Regions from separate parts of the Mus musculus genome. Here region 1 is linked to region 2. Evidence: chromatin contacts called from public Hi-C data. All regions are on one chromosome and are shown on one strand. Each heading gives the region's core, a stretch centred on a gene start, on an enhancer-like site or on the middle of the called end of the contact. The rest is flanking DNA. Distances are from core to core; before and after follow the strand shown.

Evidence for each region. Hi-C and Micro-C count contacts between places; a contact is called where the count stands out from the background.
Region 1: a Hi-C map of cerebral cortex shows a contact between it and region 2, with 3 times the contacts expected there. The contact joins two enhancer-like sites. A contact is called at or near these places in 1 of 39 promoter capture datasets (hippocampal neurons) and 2 of 484 Hi-C or Micro-C datasets (cerebral cortex and uterus).

The regions. Positions count from the first base shown.
Region 1 is chr3:137,559,681-137,566,946 of GRCm38.p6, forward strand. No RefSeq gene overlaps it. Among named protein-coding and RNA genes, the nearest start is that of Gm4861, 11 kb to the left of the region's middle. Within about 2 kb of position 1,646, at least 41 of the 459 cell types and tissues checked have an H3K27ac peak or open chromatin away from gene starts, as enhancers often do. A contact at or near this core is called in cerebral cortex, where this site is marked.
Region 2 is chr3:136,842,553-136,849,843 of GRCm38.p6, forward strand. All of the region lies in intron 2 of Ppp3ca (protein phosphatase 3, catalytic subunit, alpha isoform), which reads left to right. Among named protein-coding and RNA genes, the nearest start is that of 1700006H20Rik, 110 kb to the right of the region's middle. Within about 2 kb of position 1,414, at least 28 of the 459 cell types and tissues checked have an H3K27ac peak or open chromatin away from gene starts, as enhancers often do. A contact at or near this core is called in cerebral cortex, where this site is marked.

The DNA.
Region 1 (7,266 bases), core at 396-2,895, 720 kb after region 2:
GGTTTTGTTTACATAGACTCGATGATAAGTCTCCTGCCCCTCTTATTAAGACTATTATCACAGCCAGACTGGGATCTCTGGATCCCTCAGTTAGCCACATCTAAGTAGCTATCCCCTCTGCTCCTAGATGTTCTTTCTCACCCTCACCAAACTTCCAATTCATCAAATTAAAACCCAGTATTTTCTGACTGGTGTACCCTGACTCAAATCTTTCCTTCCAGGTTCTCTTGCACTACAATTGAACCTTAACCTTATCTTTTGAAATAACAATCGTGTAAACTATGCTGCAGTGATAAACCATCCAAATATCAAAAGAAGTGCAGTTTTTGTTATAACACCTATGCTTTCTGAGTAGGCTGGCTCTGTCCTCCATGGTGTCTTTAGATGAAGTGGAGGCAGCTCTGGCTGGAGCCTCATGATCTGCTCACGGAAAGGATGTCAACACCACACAATGGCTTCCTAATCTTGGGAAGATCTAATCTGCTCCTATACTTTCTTCATCAAAGAAAACAAACTGCCAGCCAAGGGATAACTCTACCATGTAGAAAACCCCAGTAAAAGTGAAATAGCAGAAAGTATTTAGAACAGATAATACAATCTCCCAACCATCACTAAAATTATGGTACAATATCAAGACTATTTCCTGTTTTTATTACTTTTTTTCCTCCAAAACACCTCAGCCCCAGCAGGACTAGCATTTTGGAGGAGCTGTGTATGTTCCAGAATGCTAAGCAGAAGTTCTGTCTCCCTCTATCTCTACCCAATAGGTGTCATGTGCTCTACATTTACCCAACGTGTCAATAAAAATGGCTCCAGACCTTGGAAAGTCTTCCCTGGAGAAGCAAAGTCACCCCTCACTGAAAATAGACTAGTCTAGAGTCTATAGAGGGAAGAAGTGAGGTCGAATCATGACAGGATCTATGTGATATTGTGCAAGTTTAATAATTTATTTTAAAATAGCATTAAAAATACAAAAAAAAATAATCTCCTGCCTTTTATGGGGAATAAAAGCATTAACTTCAGAGGCAAAGCATACCAAGTTTTGCACCTTGGTTTCATTGGTCCATAAAACACTGCAAATGTTGCTTAACTCCAATAAACCTTAGTTGTTTTTTTTTGTTTTTTTTTTTTCCCCTCTTCAGCAGGAGGCAGTAACATTTCTCTTGCAATCTTCCAGTAAAAAGTCAGTGCATGGTTTTTGGCATATGGTGTATGCTAGCAAATGACAGCTGGCAGCAATGGGAAAACTTTCTCCAAAATACATAAAAGAGGAAATGTTCACCAAAAGCCTGACACAGAGACAAACAAAACCTGTGCCCCATTGTGCATGTGCACGCGTACACACAGACACACACACATACACACACACACACACACACACAGCCAAAGGTCTTCTCAGAAGGGTGGCACCACAGCCCTGTACAATACTGTCTGCATTTGTTTCTCCATAAATAAGATGTGTTGTCAAGAAACTTGAGCTCTGTGGATTTGCCATAAAACACATATCCTTGGATATGAGCAACAGGTTTTCGTAGCACTTTCTTGGATGTCAGCAGATTCTCACAAATCAGAGCAGCAAAGTGTAAAACATATGCCCTCAGCAACCTGCCAAAAACCAATAAAAGGAACCTGCAGAGAAGCCAAAGCTGAGAGGCGGGCAGCAGGCTGGGGCTGGAAGCCTCCATAAATTCCCATGGAGATGCACTTTCAGTGAGAGCCCGAGTAAACAGAACAGTTTTAAAGGATGAGACAATTCCTCATATGGCGGCTGCACACCACACAGTCGAAAACTGCAAAATGACAGGTCACTGAGGCATTTTTAAATCCAGTCTTTGGGGACCAAGAAAGGATGACAAGTCAGTTGTTTTGTGATTAGGAAATGGACCTCCCTGTGGTGGAACTGGCCTTTCATTAGAGAGTGGCATGTTACCATGCTCTCAAGACATGGGGCATTTTGTATCCAGGTGCAAAACAATTCTGTTTGCTTGCAAAGAAGTTCACAGAATAGTAACTATGAAAATTACACAGAAGATTAAAGTCCCCTTTATAAGGCAGCAAACTATAAATTCTATTTTCAAACTAGCATGAGTCATTGTCGCGTCTAAATAGAATAACCTCCTGGCTTTGTATGCTGTTTCTCCTCCTCCTCCCCCTCCTCTTCCTCCTCCTCTTCCTCCTCCTCTTCTTCCTCCAACTCCATAAACTCTTGGGAGACTTTCAAGTTGGTAGAAAGATTTAGATCCCAATACCCTAGAGACTAGAACATTTCCCAGCACTAACACAGCAGCACAGAGTTTGCGTTCCATCAAAACTCAGATTTCAACCCAGAGGGAATTGTAACTGAGCCCCTTTCTCCAGCAAAGCTGGGGACAGCCTGCTCAGAACATTAAGCTTTCTGACTCTGCTCTTCATCCCTCAGAAATCCAATGCCCTGAGGCCTGGATCCCAGGCATCGTAGGTGGCTCTCTTCTGCACCACATAGCTAGTGCCAATACTCCAGATCCCTGCTTGCCCCAGTGCAAAGGCAGCTCTCTCCTTACAGTGTCAGAGCATCCAAAGCACTCTCAGCAAAGCGGGCTCCCAGCTCAGACTCTGAATGCATCTGTCCTCTCCTCTTGCTGCATTTCTAATCCTGAAGTGGAAATTTGGCTTAATGAGCCCCAAAGGGCAGCCTCTGCCAAGCTTACTAAATTCTAAGGAGATAATTAACCAGATAGGAAAAAAAGTTTTAATCTTGCAAACATAAAAAAGATTGATATTGTATTATGTGCAACTAAAATTGCACAAGCAAAGCATCCCCCCACCAGCATTCAATAAAATAAATTAAAGGTTAGCCCCAAACTTAGAAATGAGTACCTGTGCTGGTCAGGGTTCTGGATCAGTTCTTGAGTATTTTTAATGACTGAAAGAGTACATACAAAGATGCCCATGCATGCATGCATTTAGTCAGTAAATCTGTATTCTGACATACATATTTACTGACCAGCCACCAGCTGGTTCTGGCCCACCAGAAATAATTAGTTTGTAAGGTCCACCGGAAGTTGTGATTTGAATATTTGATATGATAAAGGATCATAACAACACATAGGTATATCTATAATTTAGGGTCAAAACATAGCAGATTGTCATTCTTTCTTTTTCTTAGTTTTTTTTTTTCCCTGACTCACAACTTCAAGAGGGTCACCAACCAGACATGCGCACTTTCTTCTTGCTTCTTTTCCTTTTTGTGTACTTTCTCACTCACTCATCTGTAAGATTTGCTACATAGAATCCTTCTTCATAAAGTAGTTTGCTGCATCTTCAGAGCTGAGACACTTTGCAGAAGAAAGAGGGTTTGATTAAAGTGAGGGAAGCCAATGCTTTGCAGCAAAAGACCATCAAAGAAAACCAGTCAGTGTTTCGTCCCCTATAACATTTCTCAGAGCACTGGGGCATACGGACTTCAAGACAGTGTGTTAAAGGAGATGTTCAACCTTTGCACATTACACCATAAACCCCACAAAACTCTCTCAGAAAAAGCGGTTCCCCTTAATTTATACAAATGTTTAAACCATTGCTTAAGTCACCCAATATATTTTACAATCTTACTGAACGTGTTCTTTTGATTTGACATGTGAGGTTTTTCTGTACGTACATGTACGCGTGTGCCTTTGAAGGTCAGAAGGGGACACTGGATCCCCTGGAACTGGTACTATAGGTTGTGTTGTACCTGGTTGAACTGAATCCAGGTCCTTCCTCCTCAAGAGCAACAAGAACTCTTGACTGCTCTCGGCCATCTCTCCAGCTCCTGTCCTAAATGCTTATTTTGTCTTTATTTTCCCTCCTCCTTCACTGGTTCTCTTGGTGAAGAGTACACAAGAGTAACCTAGGGTTAGAAATTTCCCTTCTTCTCATCTTTCTTGATTCCTACTTGATTTCTCCAGGGTATTGGTGGATCCTCTTGCTGGCCCCTGAGCAGACCCCTGCTGATCATTGCCAGTGTAGCAGCGCAGATCAGTGACCAGCTGCCCTCCAGGATGGGAACTTCAGATGGGGAAGTGAAACATCGGAACATCTGGAATTTTCCTAGACGATAATTTCAACTGAATGAAGCATTTGAATGATTAGAAGCGAAGTTTCTGTGTTCCATCTGAGAGTCTTTTTATAATCTGTGTCACGCAGCTGCAGGCAGAATCTTCATGAGAGACAGCAGCTTCGGTTTAGCTTCAGCCAAGAGGGAGATGTGAATTAACCATGATTTGAATCAGTAGCATCAATTCAGTTGTTCTGGGGTCTTGCATCATACTGGGATGGAAACAGAACTGGGGAGCAAGGACAAATGAAACAAAGGTCACCCCTTGAACCATGTTTATCCTGTTCCTCTATTCCTTAACACTGACTCTGTCTCTCTCTAACTCTATCTTGCACATATGTACACACACACACACACACACACACACACACACACACACACACACATTTCTAGAGATGTAATTTGTCAAATATCAAGAACAGCTTATGATGTTATTAAACTTAGTGAAAACTTTCCACCACACGATTTACTAAACTAATTTTGAGCTGCTCAAGGAAAGCAGGTCTTGCTTTAGAATGTGTTAACATGAACTATATTTACAGCTTTATTTTATTCACACCAAAAAAAAGCAACTCTAATGATAATGAGTATCCATACCAAGAAGCTCTTCTAAGACGACCAAGTATCCAGTTCTAGAAGTCTGCTGGACTCCTGTGCTCACAGCCTGAAATCTGAACCCCTGAGTCTCATATCTGCATGCTGACCTGCGTCAGTGTTACGTGATATAGGGAGCCAGGTGCAGTCGCAGGGAAATGAACTGCCAACGCTGGGGAAATCAGATTGCAAATTAGAGCTAAGATTTAGAAAGCCCAGAAGGAAAGCACAGTGAAGAGTAAGCCAGGCACAGCAAGTGAGGCAGATGGCTGTGATGCTGAAGAGGGGGTCTGCAGAATGGGGCAAATGTCATGTGGGCAGCAGCTCTTGCCATCCAATCTCCTTGGCAACAAGAAGCTCTAGAGTCCCTTGTCTAAAACTTCTGGAACAAGAAGGGTTGGGAGTAAAGAGTTTTCAGCCATCCATGCATGTGCCAACTAATATGGCTCTCTGAAGGAATGAAGTTGAGAGAACAGTGCCATTCACCAAATATCATGTAATATATGATCCCACTTACCCAGCAGTGTTAAAATGCTAACATTATAGATGGAAAACCAATTACAGTTTGTTATGGGCTAGAAAGCAGGCAAGGGCCATGGGGGGCGGGGGGGGGGGCAGGGCTAGCTAGGACTGTCACTAAAGAGCATGAGGCTATCTTTCATTGTGATGAAGGTAATGGTCCTACAAATAGAATTAATGGCAAAGCTGCAGAACATTTAACATATACAGATACAGAGAAACACAATAGAGATGGGGAATAAAACTAGTGGAATCCAGATGAGGTAAATGAGGTGTGTCAATTTCCTGGTCATGACACAGTACTATGGTCATGCAAATGTTAACACAGGGAAAACTGGATGGAATCCACAAGCTGTATCTCTCTCTATCACTTCTGACAACTCCTTGTGAGTCGACAATTCTTTATGAATATATGGAAACCTGGAATTGCATTTGAGATATGTCGTTTAACATTAAACAGTGCCAACACACTCATGTTTCTCCGGCAAAGCGTGAAACGATTCACACCAAGTGGACATGCAGACTGAAAACTGCCTCCTGCTAGCTTGGGGCATGTTTTGTGGCCACAGGTTTCAGGCTCAGTCAGAATTTGCTACCAAATCAGCCTTAGTTTTCTCTTGCTTTTGGATTTCAGAAATAAAGATTAAAAAAAGATAGTAAGCCCAGTGCTACACTGGTCCCACGGATGAAAGTGACAGTGGAAATTCTGCATCTTCCAGCATTCCTCCCTTAGTTTCACCTTGTTGTTTTGGAATAAATCTTAAGATATGTGAAGTTCCTAAACTCTGAAATGACCTGAACATATGTGCAATCAGACATTACTTTTACATTAATCCTGTCAATATTAACAATTTATATTGCTACATTTCTGTTCCTTTTTACTAAAGTAGAAAACAGATATTTAATCCTATCTGAAGTATTTGACCGTAAAATAAATATAAACCATGAATATGTACAACTTTCAAAACTAAAGGAGGATAGCTGTCCAGAGTTTTTCAATGGATACTTCCTCAACTTTAGTCAAATTCAATTTGTATTAATACTTTAATTTGTATACGTACAAATTTAATAATGTACAGAAAGATGCTAGTTTACTCGCTTTTGTCTATGTCTTAAGTGCTATTCTGTGCTGTTCTCTGGACCATAAACAGAACGATCCTGCTGAAACAGAGAGAGAACTATGCCCCTCCTTTTTAAATCTCCTTAGTATCTGCAGACCACCATCTGAGGGGCCTAGGATTAGAGAATGCCCTTTAGTTACCTGGTCACAGTTACTGATCTTCAGACTTGCATGCCTGTCTATCATGTGGATTCTAGGCTATGGCCCTGGCCCATCAGTTGTCTCTAGTTTTCTGAGCCAGCAGTGCTTCCTCATCCCAGTGCTCTCTCACCTATTGCTCTCTCAGTGTAGAATCATTCTCCTGGAAATCTCTACCACCATCCTCCATCTCTAACATCACCTGGATGAGCACTTACCGAGGGCTTATCACGCTGCCTCCCATTGCCTGTTCTTTAATGTGACATCTGAGCTGTTCCCCCTTCCCCAGGGCTTTGCAGTGTCTGGCTTAGGGTTGCTATTCAACTGATTAATGATAACATTTATTTGTTAATAAATAAACAAGTGATTACATGCACCATCTCTGCTGTCAAGATATCATACATGGTGTTAACTGCAGATCTAAGAATTTACTTAAGCCTTTAGTAATCTCCTTACTAGGATGAAAATGACAACATCCTTGTCCTCTCATTTCTGTTAAGTCTGCTAGCACACATGACATGATCATAACTGGGCCCAATATGTACAAAACACAAAGGCATAAAGGAGAGGCATACTTTAAAATTTCCCCAGTTTTGCAACCCAAAGGGTTTTTAGTAACGATAATATATTCAGACCACCTTCAAACAGAGAGTTCTGTAGCAGATTTAGTGCGGTCTGGGTGTGAAGGTTGAACAGGCCCAAATAATCAATTAGATGGAGAGATTGGACAAGGGAAAGAAATTAGAGATGAACTGGGGACTTCAGTTACTGATTTTCATAAACAAATAACAGGAAAATAGGATTCCTTGCAGCACGTTCAGTT
Region 2 (7,291 bases), core at 164-2,663:
TGGCAACAGCTTCTGTAGCCTTAGCAGCCAAGCTCAGAGCACATCCAGAAGATTAGAGGAGAAACTCAATAGGATAGTCATTCTTTTACTTGGCTAAAACTATGTGCTATTCATAGTTCTAGGATCTACAGGCACAGACCTAGTGAATACATTGCTAAGCCTCCTGAAATAAATTCATGAAATTTGAAAGGATACAAAATCTGAAACTTCTTGAATGATTATGTGACACTGTAAGTGACAAATTTGGTCTGCAACGTTGGGTGATTTAAGATGTAGTCCGCATGCTGATTAATACAGAGACCACCATGCAGTTACCCACTTATAATCTTGGTATTCAGGAAGCTGAGAAAGGAGGGTCCAGACCATCCTGGCCTACATTGAGAGACCCTGTCTCAAAATGAAACAACAACAAAAACAGAAGCAAACATACCAAAAGTACAATATTAACAAGAAACATGATTGGACTTAATGCTCAGACTTAGCATTTTCCCTGCAACATCTCAGTGTGCAAATTGTGTGTGCATTTAAAAATCCAGACGCCTCTGATCCCAGGCCTTTGGAAAAGGGATACATACCCTGTCCATATTCTCCACCTTCAAGTCCTCCATAAGGATAGCAGAGGAGAGATTTTTAAACATCTCTGATATAAAGTGTGTGGAGCACTGAAGAAGCATTTGCAGAGGATAAAGGTCTCAGAGCAGGAGCTTTGTGAGAAATCTGCAAAGGGAACTCAACTCCGATCTGAGGTTTAAATGGTGAGTATGTGTTTACCCAGATTCCTGGGGTAGTGGGAAAAGCATCCTAGAGGACTGTCGCCTAAGGAGTCGAGGGGTTTGAACTTCATACATTTGAAAACTATTAGGGCTGAGGGCAGGCATAGGATATTGGGGGGGGGGGGTGAGGCTTTTAACGGGAAAATCTCATTTGCTCTGTTGTACATTGTTTGGACTTCTTTATATACAGACACTCCAAAACACTGGAAGGGAAAGATGTGCGTATATGGTGTGATTTTTAATATTATGCTTCATTGATTTGGATCCCTGAATGGGACACCATGGGGTGCAAGGCCAAAGGCTGAACACACAAAAGAATGTCATGCAGGGGTCCAGACATGAAAGGTGACGGCACAGTCTGTAAAGCACATGAAATTTAATAAACATTAAAATGTCTAGGGAAGCTGATGATGGGTACAAAGAAAAATCTAGGATGGTTTTCAACTTTCTGGTTTATATGACTAGACTGATAATTATGTCACCACCCAAGACAAAGACACTGTGTGTACCAGGACAGGTTTGTCTAAAAGACAACAGATTCGTCTGAGACAACAGGACTATGAGTGGGACAGCCAGAGTTACCCAGTAACAGCAGCCGCTTGAGTTTTCTAGAGCTTCCCACCACTGTCAATACAGAGAAGGTCTGTTTTAGAGAGTCCACTGTGAGTTCTGGCTTAGACTGCTCAATGTCACTGGCTGTTGTTGTGTAGCCCGCAGGAAACCATGCAAATGCATGAAGTAATTACAAAGGGGGCCGATGCATGGTGACACAGCTGGGCTAAGATTGCATTTGTTGAAAATAGAAGGGAGAGCGGCTAGACCAGTGAGGGGAACAGTAGGGACAGGACAGTGCTAGTGGAAGGGGAGGGCAAAGGACTGCAGAGTGCCTGCTTCACCTTAAGTCTTGCTTGCTGCCCCTAGAAGTGGAGTAGAGTAGCCATGGCCATGGTGTCCTGTTCCAGGGAGCCAAGGATCAGACAGATTGAGGAGGTGACGACTCACTGAGCAGCCTGCCTGCCAAGTATTCTCTATCTATAGCAAAAGGGAATTACAGAGACAAATGAAGACTTTTTAAACTACCTATTTTAATTTTATTGTTTTTATTACACGTATATCAGTATGTATGCCTGCATATGTCTGTGTGCCACATGTGTGCCTGGTGCCTGCAGAGGCTGGTAGAGGATGTCAGAGCCCCTGGAACAGGATTTACAGATAATTGTAAGTAACTATACCCTGTTCCTCTTGAAGAACAACCAGTGCTCTTAATTGCTGAGCTCTCTTTATGGCTCCACGGCTAACATTTTTTTTAACCATAAATATACACAGGTGTTTTTGGATAAGTGGAACCAAGTCCTTAGAAGTTAGGAATGAAGAGAAGGCTTAGATATGTTTGATGGAACGTGGGCTCTGTGAAAACAGGAACGCTGGAAGACTGTGTTAAAAGGGAAAGGCTTTTAATAACAGGAGACTCAGTACATGAAGACTATGCTCCCGGCCTCTTGTGTAGTAATTAAAGGATGTGCCGAATGTACCTGGAAATGGACCAGAACCTTCCTGAAGAGTACCTGTAAAAAAGGCCTAGCCAATGACACAGTAATATATATGTGTATAAGATCAGCACTGGGGTCATGGTCTGTATCCAGAGTTTGCACATCAGTCATGACTAGAGAATGTCACTCTGGCCATCATGGACTGAGGCATTTCCGTCATCAGCTGTTGACAGTGTACTTAGACTCTTGAATCTCCAACTGCCTCTTTATGGCAAAATATATTAGTCAGGATGATATGATGATGTCTTCTCTCTCCCTTGCCCCTCCTCTCTTCTCTCTTCCCTCCCTCCCTCCCTCCCTCCCTTCCTTCGTTTTTTCTCTTTCTTTCTTTCTTTCTTTCTTTCTTTCTTTCTTTCTTTCTTTCTTTCTTTCTTTCTTTCTTTCTTTCTTTCTTTCTTTGATTGTTTAATACAGTTTGGGTTTTGTTTGGTATGAGTCAGGCTCTCGCACTATAGCACAGGCTAGCCTCAAGCATACTATGTAAATTAGGCTGGATTTATGCTAACCCATTCACTGTAGTCCTCCTGCTTAACCTCTCCAGTGCTTGGGTTACCGAGCTTGTATGCCATGACTTATTAGTCTGTGTCTAGTTTGAATGATTATGTTGTGAACGTTCTTAAAGACTTAATTAGTCTTTGGATAATGAGAAAGTGAAGTTAAGCAGGAGATAAGTGTGGCACCCATAATAGAAATTCTGATCATAGGCATTACAGTACGGGTCTCAATGTCCACCAAATGTGTTTCCAGGATGCATGGCTCTCTTCTTTCTCACAGTCTCCACTACAGAGCTGCTGTGCCTTTGGGGCACTGGAGACTCACCATACTGCCTTACATCCCAAGGTCAGCTACAAACAAGCAATTACACTGTATCTCTAGATTTCTGGTGGGAAATTATAGCAAGTACAAATCAGTAGCTATCAAATTCTCTGCTTCTTCACAGCTATCTGTAGATATCCAGGGAACATTAAGTCTGCCAGTCTAGTGTATTTTTCTTCTGTCCTAAGATTATGATCAAGACCTTAAATGTGTTATCTCCTTTCTTTTTATGGCCAGCCAAGTTACAGTCAAACACACTTCTTTTTCTCCTGTGTTATTTCTTCTTTCAGTTGATCTCAAATGCTTGACAGGTATACTCGTTCTTTTCCTTGTCATTACAATGCTTATATCAAATGGCATTGTCTTTCAACACAGTAGAGACTGTAAATCATATTCACTACTTTGTGTTATAGTTACAAATCCAGCATTCATTCATTCATTCATTCATTCATTCATTCCTAACATAATGTTTCTAACATGGTCACTGATAGTTTGCTGGACTTAGGAATGAATAAAGGAGGATCTGACCTCTGGAATTATGTTCTAGTCAAGAGATGTAAGCAAAAGTATTACATATCAATGGATAAAATAGAGAATGAAGAGATATCTCAGTTGTTAAGGTCTTTTCTGAGCAAATATGAGAATCTGAGCTTGAATATGTATTCTCTATATAAAAGCTGGGTGTATCCAGCACTGTGTTGATAGAAACAGAGATTTGGGTGTTCAGTGGCCCAGTAGGATACTCTAGGTTCAAGGAGAGACTGTCACAGACAAAGTGGAGAATGATGGCGGAGACACCCTAAGTCTAAATCTGGTCTAAATCCATACATGTGCACATTGATGAACACTTCTCCACCTCCACTCGGACAAACACTCACACATGCATGCTTCTACTTCATAGAGTGTAACAGATGCTCTGAAATCTAAAAAAGGGTGAGGATGGGGTTGTAAGGAGCAAGTGTGAGATAAAGATCAGAAAAGATGGAACCCCACTAGAATAAAGCAGACACATGGCTGAGGGAAGTGCTAGCCTTTGAACTAAGGAACCCTGTAAACACTGGCCACATAGCAAAGAAAGGAACTAGGTGAGAGGGACATTGAGGGTTGAGAGTGAGCTGCCAGGTATACTCGTTCTTTTCCTTGTCGTTACAATGCTTATATCAAATGGCATTGTCTTTCAATGTAACATTATGGACCATGTCTTTTACTCAGTTCCAAGCGCGGGCCCCTGTAGAATTTTGGAGTAGACCTAAGAAACACTTGTCATGTCATCTCGATATTTTGTTATCTCTGTTTCCATTATGTCTTGGCCTCTCTTTTTGAATCATGAGCAACTAAACCAAACAACTTGGTATTCTTTAACAACAAACTGCTATTAAAAGAAGTCTTTCAGATAGCCATGCTCACACGGTTCAATGTACCTCCTTTGACTTGCTTTATGAGAAGAGAATGCTAGAGACAGATAATAGTATTTATATTTATTTCCAACACGTGCCTAAAAGAAGCATGTGTCTGTAGATTGAGAGGCAGCCAGTCCCATAATTCTGCAGTTGTATACATTGAAACAAAATGTTTTTTTTTGGAACTACGCAGTAAGATCTCTATACAGTAAGGCTGATGTCATTTTCTAGTTGATGATAATGCAGTATTTATGATCTGAGCACAGATGTATTTGACTTTTACCAGAAAAATGAAAAGTAATTTTTTTCCCCTGAAGAAAACTGAAGTTAGGGAATAGGGGATTTTGTTTGTTTCTTTGTTTTTCTACAGCAGAGTTAACGTGCCTTTTCCATAGAAGATAGAGAATGGGGGACAAGAAAGTGCCCCCAGGCCTGACAGGCTGTTGAGTGACACTATGAGCTGAGCAAGTCTCCTAGCAAACCCCTAGCATGATCTTGACAACATGTGCTGAGGGTGCATTGTGTGTCTGCTGGAATGTATGTCTTGAAGAACACTGTGTGTGTGTGTGAGTGTGTGTGTGTGTGTGTGTGTGTGTGTGTGTGTGTGTGTGTGTGTGTGTGTTTAAGGGGAATAACTGAGGCATTTGTCCTAAATTCTGCTCTCAGAACCAACGTGGATGCACATTCATACAAATAATGGAAACAGGAACAGATCTGTAGGCATCTCCTTCAGCAAACAGAAATTGAATGATTACAAATTGCCATTATCCATAGGGGGAAAAAAAAGCACTGTTAAGTAATAGCATATAAAGAGGAAGGATTTGCTATAGTCTTAGTGAAATATGAGTGAACTCTGTAGAATTCATCAGAAAATCAATGCTAAAGACTTCATGTTTGACCCAAAGCTTCGATTGCATATTAATGTCATATTTCTAGAGAATTTTATAACTCCATAAGATAAATTACTTCAAAGGCATTTGGGGGGCAGGGTGGGGATGTGCCTCAGAAGTAGAGGATTTGCCTAGCGTGTATGATACCTAACCTGTACCTGTAACAACACTACAGAACAAAGAAATACACTGGGAAGGAAGCAGATAAGGGGAAGGGAGAGGGGTTTTAGATAACTGTCCATCCCATTTATCTTAGTATACATTCTCAAATAGAAATCGTTTTATAGAAGAAAAGGTTTATATTCAAACAAGTAGAAAACAGACTCAAAGCCTCTCTGCTTCTTGTCTAGTAAGTGTGGGACAAAACAAGCAAACGAGAATACACAAAACAAAGTCTGTTTTCCATAAAGATCGCTCCATCATAACAGGTTATGGAGATTCTGTTTAGGTTTACTGGATGCACATCGGCAGTCCTGTAACCCTTGTATGATGAAAGAACACATTTACTGTGTGTGGACAATGTGTGCATAGTATTAGGTCTCGTAGACAATGCAATAAGAGTGAGCTATCCTTCTAGTTCCCTGCCCATATTTGAGAGTATGAAAAATACTATGCATAGGATTAAGAGCGCTGGTCCCTCTGTAACCCTTCACCAAGATCACCTGGAATATATTAAAGCTGAGGTTTAGTTCCATTTTTCTAAGATGTTTGGCTCAACCAAAACAAATAAGGGGAATTTATTTATAACCATTTTATTTAAATCAGTTTTGATATGTAAAGTTCCTGTCTATAGCATTGTCCTAACATGTCAGTTTTAGGAGGGGTTTTTTTTGGTTATTATTTAAAAGCGATTAACCATGTTAAAGGTATATAGAGTCACGCATGCAGCCCTTTATGTTCTTCAATCACAGAATCTTAAGACTTCACATGTAACTCCTTATACAACCATATATGGACATGTGATATTTATTGTAAGTAAGGATGAGTTGTAGTAAGATAAGATTTCAGACTAAAGTACGGAGTGGAAATCACTTGTTATTATGAGTAGTAACACACACACACACACACACACACACACACACACACACACATCTTCCCCACTTTAGAGAGGACCTCTCAGAACCCATTTGGATTTTATTACTTGTCTCCAGATGAGGTGCTTGGTGGCTGGGAGGCCAAGAGTTGAATCTGCTGAGTTAACAGATGAACTCTACAGTTGCCCCCAGCATTAACTGCTTTTCCACAGGGACTGGCTGGAGTCCAGGCTGGAGAGCTCTCTGAGAGGAAGAGACAGGCAGTACCATGGTGAGGTGTTAGGATTTTGTCATTTAACCAATGAGCAAACAGTCAGTATTTCTGCCCAGAGAAGGACCATGGAAAAGGAGGCCTCTAAGATGAGTAAGATCTCAACTTTACATGTGAGACGACATACAATGGCCCATTCATGAATCAATTGTTTTATATAACATGATCATTGCTGGTATGTTACTGTTTCATGGAGGGTTATCTTCTTCCCTTCTGAAGATTGACAGGTGGGCTATATGGATGTGCCTAATCTCAGACCACTGGAGAGTGGTAATTGCTATCTTTTATCTTTGGCTTGACATATTTAGAGTAGAAGAAGATGTTAGGCAGGGGGAGAAAAATATAATAAACTGATATAGGATGATTGGCTTCTGGAAAGAAAAGTATCAGCCACACTGGACAATTTAAAATGGCCCACTAGCTGGCCACCTATGGCCACCGAGCATGGAGGACCTCAAGTACTCCAATGGAGGGCAGTCCATCCTGCTCTGGGCAAGCTGACTTTTGTTTAGGTGGATGTGGAAAGCAGGATTGTATCAAGGTAGTCCTTAGAGCAG